Linked DNA regions of Cricetulus griseus: region 1 is linked to region 2. The links are chromatin contacts, called in public Hi-C maps. All regions are on one chromosome and are shown on one strand. Each heading gives the region's core, a stretch centred on a gene start, on an enhancer-like site or on the middle of the called end of the contact. The rest is flanking DNA. Distances are from core to core; before and after follow the strand shown. Region 1 overlaps Pik3r1 (phosphatidylinositol 3-kinase regulatory subunit alpha). Region 2 has its middle 250 kb from the start of Pik3r1.

Region 1 (2,700 bases), core at 181-2,680, 180 kb before region 2:
ACATTATAGAGCCTCCATGGTACATATTGTACATGTTGAGGAAATTGTTTGAAACAAGGTGTTCATGACTACATGAAGACTATTCTAGGGTATACCACTTTACTGCAGATACTTTTGTTCTGAGACCATCAGATTTACATTGTAATCTCTAGGAGGTTCTAAGGTAGATCCAGGTATGCTTAAGAAGCCACTGTGTCTCTTTCTCCCAGCTCTTTTTTAGAGCAGGGCGATCATAGAAATAGAAAACAAATTTATTTTTCTTAAGCTAAAAGGAGAAAACAAAAAAGCCAGAGTTTTGTTATACTATGCATTTTTTTTTTTTGGTAACCTAAAATTAGAAAGTAAATTCCATTTCTTATCTGTTTTTACTTTCCATGACCAAGGAAAGCTAAGAGCAGACGATGGAGTTTAGGACCAAACATCTGAAGGATGAGTTCTTTTTTTTTTTTTTTTTCTTTCTCCCCTATAGCATGAAGGAATTTGCCTGAGGTCATATCTAAATTGTTGTTATGTTTTGAGATTTGGGGACTTTTGTGACGTTTAGTTATGTTCAAAAGGTTAAAGTGGGAACTTCTGTGTGGATGCGATGGGAACTTTCCTAGGAAAAGTCTTGAGTTTTTTTCTGGCCAGCCAACAATCCTAAACCTAGTTAGTTGTAACTTTCTCAAATAAAGGGCTGGAAGGGAGGTATGTCCTTCTCTGTCCTGTCTTTTGCCACGCCTAGTCGGCAGTTAACCCAGTGCAGACACACCTCTTAGAAAGTCTGATTAGAAAGTCCTAGGACCTTGAAGGTGAGCTGAAGTTAACCTCTTGAAAATCTGGGCTTGCATGGGGCGGCCAGCCGGTGTGCGAAGCTCTCTGTGAAGGGCTTTCCTGTTACACCTGCGGGGCCAACTGTGCCAATGTGTGGGAGGAGGTGGACACGAGAGTGAGGCACCCTGTTCTGGACTGTTCCGAGAGGTTCAGGCCTTCACAAACGCGGCTTTGATTCTATTTTTTGCTGAACTAGCTGGGCCATTTCCTGTGCCGCTTCACTGCGGGCCACTTGAGCCCCCGGAGCGGAGGTTGCCAGGGCATACAGGCACCATGGCCACCAGGAGGATTATTTTCAGCACCCCCTTACAATGAATGCCCTTCTCATTTCTAGGGCGAAAACGAGCAAGTTAGTCTTGCCTCGGCCACTTGTCAGCCTGATGACAACTTTGACTTTGACTTGGGTGCCCCTCCCCCTCCCCAAATCCCTAGCTCAGCAAATATTTGAACCTGCCCAAGTTAATCATGAAGCCGCGATCTTTATCTGAGAGAGACGTGCGAACGCCCGCCGGGGCTCCTTTCTTCCCCGGAGCAGTAGCGCGACCCAGGGGGGCTCTGCTCGCTGAGCTGGGGACGTGCTGCCTGGGCGGGGCGCGGGGCGGAGGGACCGGCTGCAGACTAGCCTGGGGGAGCCGGCGGCCTGGCTGAGAGTCAGCGCGCCCCCGCCTCGCGCGCTCTCCAGCTAGGCTCGCTACTGCCGGTACCGGGCGGGCGGGGGAGCCTGGGGGTTGGTCCCACTTGGTGGAAGAACAGCTTCTTTGGCTTTTTTTTTTTTTTTTTTTTTTCTCGGTGGGATACTGGCAGTTCAAAGCGAAACCGCTGAAATGCATAACCTGCAAAGTAAGTCGCTTTTCATTTATGCACTTCTGTGCACCGGGCTCTTTATCTGCAAGCCTGTCCTCTCTAGTTTGGCGTGTGTGTGTGTGTGTGTGTGTGTGTGTGTGTGTGTGTGTGTGTGTGTGTGTGTGTGTGTGTGTGTGTGTGTGTGTGTGTGTGTGTGTGTGTGTGTGTTGTGTACGCGCGCGCTGCCTGGGGAGAACAGATGGGCGATTAGGGGAGACACTCCCTTCTGTCCTGGGGGAGGGGGGCACTGTGGGGAAGAGATGGGGTTTGGGTTTGGAGTTTAGAAAGTAAGGGTCAGGAAGTTGGGACCAAGCCAGAACTTGCAGAGAACATGGAAAATCACCTGTCTCTCTGACCTGCCCCTTGGGTCCCCTTGCCACATGGCAACAGAAGTCTGCAGCTAGGCTGCCTGTAGGAGTGCTGCACACTGGCCCTTTGGGCTGACCGGTGGATTATACTGCCAAGGGGACTTATCTCTTTTACTTTGGGGAGAAGACTCAACATTTTTATTTAACCATTTTTAAAAAAAAAAAAAAAAACTTATCTAAGGACATACTTCATCACCACTTTTACCATTTTTATTTGAATTTTAGTTTAGATTTAAATTTTAGTTTAGATTTATTTAAACCTATAGGCAAATAGAGAAGCGTGAACTGGAAGAGATAGGGTTGAGTCTAACTGTCTCCAATAATGCAGAAATGCCCTAGAGAGGGGACTCTAATGGACAGCAGCCAGGGAACAGAATGCCTTGCTCTATTTCTAATGCTATGTGATTCCAAATGTGATAGAAATCTAACAGGGCTTCCGTGTTCCATAAATCTTCACATGGATGCATAACATCCACAGCCACAAAGCCCACTCTAGTTTTTAAAATGAAACCACATTTACACTGGAGCAGTACCCCTCCGTAATCGGGAGCTTCTAGCTCACAGTGGCAGTGGACCTCAAGCTCCAGTTGTGGTGACAGAATTACATACAAAATGATTTAAAGAACCAAAATAAATCATTAGATTTGTAGGGAAATTGATTTCTTTATATTGAACA
Region 2 (2,700 bases), core at 195-2,694:
AGGCTTGTAAATGAGAAGGTCAATTCAGAACAGGCTTGCTCCACAAACAAAGATAGGGAAATGATAAGGAAGAAAAGGAAAAAAAAAGTATGTATGTTCTCAGGGCTATTGCTGTATCAGGAAATTCTGAATGAGAATTCCCACAAATGGTCCATCCTTGACCTAGTCACAGATCCTTTGTATGACTGTCTCCAACCAAGTACATGGATGCCATATCCAGACTATGAAGGATGACAAAGACTGGGTATCACTCATCTTTGTCATAGTCCCTAAACCCAGTCATTCCATCTGCAGGGCAGCCTCCTTTCTTATTTCCACAAGCCTGTGTATTGCCACTTTAAATCAGGGGCAGCCACCTCTTAGCCCCCAACCTCCACATCAACTCCACACTACTGATGGAGACTATCCCCAAAAGGATTGCATATGGGCATATGGGCTACCTATTGGCTGGACTTGGACAGCTTGAAGAGTGTCAGGCTTTGCTATGAAGGATCTCCAGATGAGCTCCCTTCTAAAATGGATTTCCAGACTCTACTTCTGCTAATTCTGCAGTCATAGGTTTGGGACAGCACCTCAGATGAGCTTGCTATGAAGGCTAATACTTCAAAAAACACCCAAGCAATTGCTAAGTAATTAAAAGAGAGTGAATGAACCACATAAGACCATTAAACAGTATTTCCCAAGTTCATATCACTAGGACAATCGCTGACATCCATGTTAAGAATGCCAGTTTCTGGGCCTCCCTAAGATCTCATACTAGCCAACTCCAGGATCAGCATCTGGGAAATCTCATGACTGCACTGGCTTCCTAGATGAGTCTACTAATGGGATTTGGGAGAATACTACCACAAGAAGTGGTGGTTTTTACAGTCCTCACAGTATTCACTTTCTGGTGAAGAAGAAACTTGAGTACACCACATCAAAGTAAGTACACAGATTCCCATTGTCTCAAGGTAACTGTTCCTTTACTGTAGTGCCATTTTAGAGAAAATTAGTACTCTTGGTTATTACTCAAAAGACACTCCCTGTAAACAGCCTAGCAGTGGGGATGCCAATGACTTTTAGCATACTCAGGTGGGATTTCTGAAGATTCAATGATAGATACAGTGTGAACATCAACCAAAGAGGGAAAACAGTATTATTTAAGCAACAAGCACTTATTGCATAAATATCAGCCCTGGAATATTCTAAATGATGGCTTTTTAGTTTCATATGCTTGATGTAGTTTGGGAATATTGACATATTTCCAAGATTTCCTTCTGCTTCCTCCCTCCTGCCCTCATGATAAAGCCTTGGGGCTGGTAAATATCTTCAAAGTAATGCTTGGTAATTTTAAGCAAGTTTGGTTAATATGTCTTTCTTTGTTTAACTTGTTGCATGCACTATGGCCTGACATTGAATTTCTTAACAGACCAGAAGTTTTCAAATGTGCAAGCCTTCTGTGCCTGGGGAAAAAGGGTGAACTTTTGCCTTTGTAATAAGATATGCTCCAATTACCAACTTTAGCAATTTAATATAGTTGAATAATAACTAAATGAGACACTTTGTCATTCAGTCATTATTCAAGCTTCTGTTGGGGGAGAAATGAGGGGTTGTGGAAGGTCAGCTTACTCTTGGGGCAAGCTCAGTCTTAGAAATTGACTCTGAGAAATTTCTGAAAAAAATTACAAAAATCTTTAAAAGTCCAGAAAGCACAGCTCAAACTATATTTTATAAAATAAGATTATAAGGTATCATAAAGAGATAAGTTGACATTTTAAAATGACAGAGTACTATGTGTTTTATTTTTGCATTTGAAAAGGGTGGTGGTGGTATAAAGCAATCATCTAGATATTTGATCTAATAGGTGCCCTGTGGACAGAGATGGTCCAGAGGACTTTGCTTTCCTATTGGCCACAGATATGTGTACATTTCCCTCCACCCCACCTTGCAGTTCCCTTCAAAGAAACACTCCAGTATCCATTACAAGGTTTCTATATTTGCATCTTAATTTGATATGTACAAGACTTGTCTATGGGGAAATATTTATTTATGTATGAAGCTTAGAGAAGCCAAAAGTTTTCATCGGCTTGATTTAGACTCAGGTTTGGTTGCTTGTCTTTGTTTTTTTTCAGATGTACTACAGGCCAAATTGTTGTTGTAGCTGGACCTAAGACACCTTGGAAAATTAAAAGATTAATTTATGTACTTAGAATACATATATTATTGTGTCCTAGAGTGTCATGACAGAGATAATGTTGTCATTCAGGAAGGCTGCCTGTCCCTGTGGCATGAAATGAGGGCCACCTCAGTATGACAGAAGCAGCTCTCAGAAAAGATGGCTTTTTGGCCAGGATATCCATGTTGTGATCTCCACAGTCGCACACCCCATTTAATTCCTGAGTGAACATTCCTACCAAAGCAGCCATAGATGCTTCCTGACATCATACCTTCAGAGTCTTAGAAGGTCCATAACTGCTTCCTGGACCAGGGAGGTGATTGATGTCAAGAGGATTCAGGTAGACCTGCAAAAGCAGCTCTGGAAAGAGCAGGAAGTCCTAAGAGGCATGGACCCTACTGAAGAGAGGCCCTACCTCTCTTCCCAACTCTGGATGATGCAATCCCCAAGGCTTCATTTTAAAACCACTGACTAGGTTAAGAAAACAAACCACAGGCCATATAATCTCTAAGTCTGAGACTCTTATGACTTCAAAGCATCTT

Evidence for each region. Hi-C and Micro-C count contacts between places; a contact is called where the count stands out from the background.
Region 1: a contact with region 2 is called in a Hi-C map of liver, with 4 times the contacts expected there. The contact joins two enhancer-like sites. A contact is called at or near these places in 4 of 8 Hi-C or Micro-C datasets (the CHL-YN cell line, the CHO-K1 cell line, fibroblasts and 1 more).

The regions. Positions count from the first base shown.
Region 1 is chr2:320,152,486-320,155,185 of CriGri-PICRH-1.0, reverse strand. The region is part of intron 7 of Pik3r1 (phosphatidylinositol 3-kinase regulatory subunit alpha); the gene reads left to right. Among named protein-coding and RNA genes, the nearest start is that of Pik3r1, 69 kb to the left of the region's middle. Within about 2 kb of position 1,430, at least 2 of the 6 cell types and tissues checked have open chromatin away from gene starts, as enhancers often do.
Region 2 is chr2:319,967,900-319,970,599 of CriGri-PICRH-1.0, reverse strand. No RefSeq gene overlaps it. Among named protein-coding and RNA genes, the nearest start is that of Pik3r1, 250 kb to the left of the region's middle. Within about 2 kb of position 1,444, at least 1 of the 6 cell types and tissues checked has open chromatin away from gene starts, as enhancers often do.